Regions from separate parts of the Sus scrofa genome. Here region 1 is linked to region 2. A link is a contact called in public HiChIP or PLAC-seq data. All regions are on one chromosome and are shown on one strand. Each heading gives the region's core, a stretch centred on a gene start, on an enhancer-like site or on the middle of the called end of the contact. The rest is flanking DNA. Distances are from core to core; before and after follow the strand shown.

Region 1 (2,700 bases), core at 38-2,537, 220 kb after region 2:
CTGTCTCCAGGGAATGGCAGCGACCGGGGCTCCTCTGCCGGGTGCTGGGTGGGCGCCAGGCCCATCCCTTCCCTGGTGGTTTGGTTGAAGAGCTTTCGGAAACTCTCAGGAGAAAACTGTTAAACTCATCGGAAACAGGTTGTCCTGGGCATGGGGCAAAGCGGGAGGTGTGGAAACGGGCCACCATGCGGTCAGATAGAGGCTTCGGAAAGTTCAAAGGAGAAAGGAGCCATGGATAAAAACGCTGTAAGGAAGACCTCGGGGCAGTGTGGGGACACTGGGCAGGAAGAGAAGGACCCCAGACTCCTGTTGCAATGAGGTCAGTGCCTGCTTTTAGCGCCGGACGGGCTCGTGGAAGTACTTTGGATGGTGGCGAGATGCAGGAGCTGCGGCTGCGGTCCAGGCGCGGCCCCTCAGGGCTTGTGGGGTTCAATTCCAAGACTTCGCTTATCAGCACAGTAGGAGCGTTCCTGTAATACCCTCTGTGCAGTGTGTCACGGGCCTCCTGGTACATCAAAGGGCTGGGTAACATCCCAGGTGTGGACAAATGAGGCATGAGAGGCACAGTTGTCCCCAAGGCAGAGACGTCATGATTCAAAGTTTCCCAACACCCCTTCCCAGGAGCCTGGGCCGCTTGCCTCGTCCGAGGGTTCAGTGGGCTGCTCACCCCTTATCAGGAGCCGGGATTTCTGGGGACAAGTAGAGGTTGCTGTGTGGTGGCCCCTGGTGAGCTTGGGGTGGGAGGGACCTACGACTGCTTTTACTCAGCAGTAGGCATTTCAAATGTTTGAGCAGCATGTACAGGATGGCAGCTGTAAAACATTGCTGTGTTCACACTAGTGCTTGAGACACGTGAAGAGAAGCGAATATATTACCGCTGGAATATTTCTATATTAAGGAGAACCTTGCAATTACCCCACAGAGCCTTCTGGAAGAAATTAGGATCATTTTTAAGAGGCCTGTGTAAGCACAATGGGGCATTCATTCCTTTTATTTCATTCTTTACACATTTACAATTGGAAAATTGTATTATTCTGGAATTATTAAGTAGTTTGGGGGGAAGGATTATTTATTTTTAAATTTATTTTTGAAAGCTCTTTTCCTTATTTCTTTTCATGTTAAAAAATATATTCTCTCAGAAGCCAGTTTTTTTTTTTTTTTTTTCTTTCTTTCTTTCAGCTGTGTGTGTGTGTGTGTTTAAAAAAACCTTGGCCTGAGCCTGAGAGGCTGACCTTTAACTTCAGAGGAGGAGGAAGTGCGGTGAGGGGCAGCTGGGGAGGCCGAGGCGGGGGCAGGATGAGTCAGAGGCTTTGCAAGGCCCTCCTCTCTCCTCTCAGGCGTGAGCCGGACCGGTCCATCCGATGCTGTACCGGAAAAAGAGATCCTGTAGCCGAGACCGCTGTGGTGGTGACAGTGTCCGTGGTTCCTCTTTTGAAGCCTCACGGCTCCCGGAGCTGTGGGAGCACCAGCCGGCGTGCGCTCTCCTCCGGAGGATGCGGGGGAGCGGCTGTGACTGCGAAGAACCACGGGCCTTAGGAGCCGCCCAGGGAGGCCCGGAGGCCGATGAATGGACAGCATTTCAGGGTGGGCTCTGGGTTCCCAGTGACCTGGAACCCTGACTTCGGTTTTTGGCAGCTGCCTCTCCAGAAGAAGTGGGGGCGACTGCACCTATGGTCCCAGAACTGTGGGGTCCCGTGCGCGCGGAGCCTGGCCGCCGTGCACAGGCAGCCCGTGGTCACCCCTCTACCAGTGGGAGGGGCCCTTGCCTGCCCCCTCCTCCCGAAAGCTTTCCTACCCGGCTCGCGCGAGCTGGCGGCCTCTCAGCTCACGTTCCCACCATCTCTTGTTCTTGACGGCATCGCAGTGGTTTGGGGAACGGGCTCATCCTCTCCAGCAAGGGCAAGCGAGCCAACGAGCAGTGACCGTGTAGAAGCGGGTGGGGCGGCCGCGGGGGAGAGGGAGAAACGGCCTTGGATTTGGACTGACTGCTTCTCTTGAACTCCCCAGACAGCACTGGCCTTGGGCCCTCTGTCCCTCTCCCACTAGGTCCTCAGTCAGTCGTTCCCTACATCTGGCCAAGGAAGGTAGCTGCTGTTTCTTGGGGTTCTGCTTTTAGTTCGCTTCTCACATCTCCATGTTTTTTCTTAGCAATTCCATCTCATCCCAGAGCATGTGATTCCATATTTTAATAAGCTTCGCAGGTGTGCTAATTCCCAAGCAGTTTTGAGAATCTCTGGATGTCTTCATCCCTCTGGGTCTCAGTTTCCCCATCTGTCAAATGGGGATGATAATGGTACTTGCCTCATTGGACTGTTTTCAGGATTAAGTGGGCTCATAGATGTAAAGCACTTAGCACAGCGCCTCGCTCGTAGTCAGATTTACATACATATCTGCTGTTGTTAAGTTGTGGCCTAATGAGAAACAGAACATTGAGGCCTTTTACAGAAACACAGTTGTTCCTCCGAATCTGGTCTCCCTCTTCCAGAATCCCCACATGGCCACCCAGGCTCTCTTGCCACTCGGCGTGCCTGTGTAACTAGGTTCTGGGAAATGAGGACTAAATGGAAATGTCCTGAGGAGGTGTCTGGGAACTTCCTACAAGCCAGCTTTGTCTTTTCTTCTTTCTGCCATTCTGCTGCCTGGATCTTGAGGCGATGGCTGCCACCTTCAATCAGGGGCATGAGGAGCATCTGTCGACCT
Region 2 (2,700 bases), core at 181-2,680:
ATACTTTCCTCTGATCCCTTCCCTGTCGCCCCTGGACTGACTTAGTGGACAGAGTCCGGGTTCCCGCCCAGGGGTAGAGGTTCCCACGGAGGGCACGAGGGCTAGGACGCCTGTGGGTCTGAGGGTGCGTGGGAAGTAGGACTATCTGCAGCCCGCGCCGAGCCCCCTTCTCTCGCTTCCACTCTTTCAGGTCAAGAATGGAGGGAACCCGGCTGGCGGGTGCTGGGCCGGACAACGGGCCCCCGGCTACACTCGACCTCAGAGGCTCAGCCCTCGGGCGCAGACAGGTGGGTTCCGGTCGCGGAGGCGGCGGCCAGGGCGTCCTCCGCGCGGACACGACAGTCAGAGCCCGGGCCCCTGGAGGCGTGCGCGGCTCGCGCGGGGCCCGAGGACTCGATACATCGCAGGAAAAGGAAAAAAACACAAAACAAAAACAAAACCCACCGACTTCCCCGCGTTTCTCAGCAAAGGAGTCGAGGGCGGAGTCGAGAGGGGGCGACTGAGCAGAATTCCGCGAGGCCGCCTCCGCCCGCCCACTCAGCGCCCCCGAAGCGCCCAGCGTCTCCGGCCCCCGCCCCGCCCGGCTTTGGGCCCGGAGCGGAGGTCGAGGGCAAGCGAGCGACTCGTTCCACTCGGGCTTCCCGAGTACTCGGTTCTGCTCCCCGGTAGTAAACAAAGTGTCGCCGCCGCCTCCACGCTGGTTTGCCTCACAGCAATCAAAACACTGAGAGCGGAGAGACTCACAGAAACATTCGAAAATTACCAGAAAATAATAACAGAGAGCCAAAAAAAAAAAAAAAAGAGTGAGGGAGACTGTGCGTGTGTGAGAAAGAAAAAAACACCCCACTACCCCCACCAACCCACTGCCACCTCCCGCTGGAAAACCAGCCCCCGCCCAGGCCGGCGTCCACTGGCTGCCTGGGCGGTGCCGCCGCGAGCTCATTGGCTGCTGGGGCTATCAGTCAGGGGCGGGCAAGCGCGCGCGCCGCCGCGGGCGGGGGGCGGCGGCAGATCCCGTAAGTCGGGCGGCAGCGTAGTCGCAGCAGCAGCCGCCGCTGCCGCCGCCGCCGCCGCCACATTCAACAGGCAGCAGCGCCGCGGTCGCGCCGCCGGGGAGAGTGAGCGGCCCGCGGCGCCCGTCCTTCCTTCGGTTTTCGGGCCGTGTCAGTAGGAGCGCGACGCTGGCGCTGCCTGGGCTGGGCGACTCTGGCCTGCCGTCCCGTCCGTGCAGCGGACCTGGAGGAGCCTAGATGTTGATGGACCCGCGAAGTTAAGTTCTGGGCTCGCGCTTCCACTTCGCCGCCGCGTCTTGCTCCGGGTTTCCGTCCGCCCGCGGCACCGACCTCGCCCCCCAAAATCTCGGACCGGCTCTTCGCGCCCTCTCCCCTCAGCTCCTGGTGCAGCGCCCTCGCACTTCTTGGCAATCCCGCTGCTGGGGGAGGGGCGGGGGTCACCATGGCCGAAGCGCCCCAGGTGGTGGAGATCGACCCGGACTTCGAGCCGCTGCCCCGGCCGCGCTCGTGCACCTGGCCGCTGCCCAGGCCGGAGTTTAGCCAGTCTAACTCGGCCACCTCCAGCCCGGCGCCGTCGGGTGGCCCAGCCGCGAACCCCGACGCTGCCGCGGGCCTGCCCTCGGCCTCGGCGGCCGCTGTCAACGCCGACTTCATGAGCAACCTGAGCCTGCTGGAGGAGAGCGGGGACTTCCAGCAGGCGCCCGGCTCCGTGGCGGCGGCGGCGGCGGCGGCAGCCGCGGTGGCGGCGGCGGCCGCCGCTGCTGCCACCGGGGGGTTGTGCGGGGACTTCCAGGGCCCAGAGGCGGGCTGCCTGCACCCGGCGCCGCCGCAGCAGCCCCCGCCGCCCGGGCCGCTGTCGCAGCACCCGCCTGTGCCCCCCGCCGCCGCCGGGTCGCTTGCCGGGCAGCCGCGCAAGAGCAGCTCGTCCCGCCGCAACGCGTGGGGCAACCTGTCCTACGCCGACCTCATCACCAAGGCCATCGAGAGCTCGGCAGAGAAGCGGCTCACGCTATCGCAGATCTACGAGTGGATGGTCAAGAGCGTGCCCTACTTCAAGGATAAGGGCGACAGCAACAGCTCGGCAGGCTGGAAGGTGAGTGGCCTCGGGGCGCACGGCTGGAGCGGGAGGGGGGCACGGGAAGCCCTGCCTCCGCCTTAGGTCGGAGGGGACGGCTGTGCAAATTTGCTTGGCTTGAAAGTGCAGGGCACGCGGGCAGCGCGTGCAAGAAGCATCGGAGGTGGGTGGTGGGCTTGCCTCGGACCCGTCGGAGGATTGGAATAAACGTCTGTGTGTACGCTCTCGTGAGAGTTGGAGCGGGAGCGGGAAGGGGCGAGTTGGGACCGAAGTAGTGAAAAAAGTACGCCAAGAAGTGGACCTCAGAGCAACCAGAAAAAAAGTTCTCCAGTGAACGGAGAGCGGGGTTCACTGCGACCTGCCCCCCCTTCTCCACGGCCCGCGCGAACTCCTGCCGCTGCTCCTTTCCCTCCACGACCTCAGGGGTGAGGGCGGCTCCCCTCCTCCCCCGCGGCCCCCCAGCTCCCCGCCGCCCCGCGGAGCCGTTTCCGCAGCGCTGGGCGGGGGAGGCCGCTGCGAGGGGCCTCGGAGCCCCGCCGCTGGGGGACGGGGCTGCAGGTGGAGGGGACAGGCAGGGCGCGAGGCAGCCGGCCCGTGGAGGTTGGCCGCGCG

What was found. HiChIP or PLAC-seq counts read pairs in DNA pulled down with a chosen protein or histone mark.
Region 1: a contact with region 2 is called in an H3K27ac HiChIP or PLAC-seq map of alveolar macrophages. The contact joins the enhancer-like site here to the promoter of FOXO1 in region 2. A contact is called at or near these places in 2 of 5 promoter capture datasets (fetal liver and liver), 4 of 47 Hi-C or Micro-C datasets (embryonic fibroblasts, epiblast stem cells, heart right ventricle and 1 more) and 2 of 2 datasets of contacts at active chromatin or transcription factors (alveolar macrophages and skeletal muscle).

The regions. Positions count from the first base shown.
Region 1 is chr11:15,185,593-15,188,292 of Sscrofa11.1, reverse strand. No RefSeq gene overlaps it. Among named protein-coding and RNA genes, the nearest start is that of FOXO1, 220 kb to the left of the region's middle. Within about 2 kb of position 1,287, at least 41 of the 83 cell types and tissues checked have an H3K27ac peak or open chromatin away from gene starts, as enhancers often do. A contact at or near this core is called in alveolar macrophages, fetal liver, liver and 2 more, where this site is marked.
Region 2 is chr11:15,408,789-15,411,488 of Sscrofa11.1, reverse strand. It overlaps FOXO1 (forkhead box protein O1), which reads left to right and starts at 1,430. Exons shown (of 3, transcript XM_021065269.1): 1 at 1,430-2,106. The coding sequence starts at 1,456. It overlaps LOC102160118 (a long non-coding RNA gene), which reads right to left and starts at 856. Exons shown (of 5, transcript XR_001299536.2): 1 at 445-856.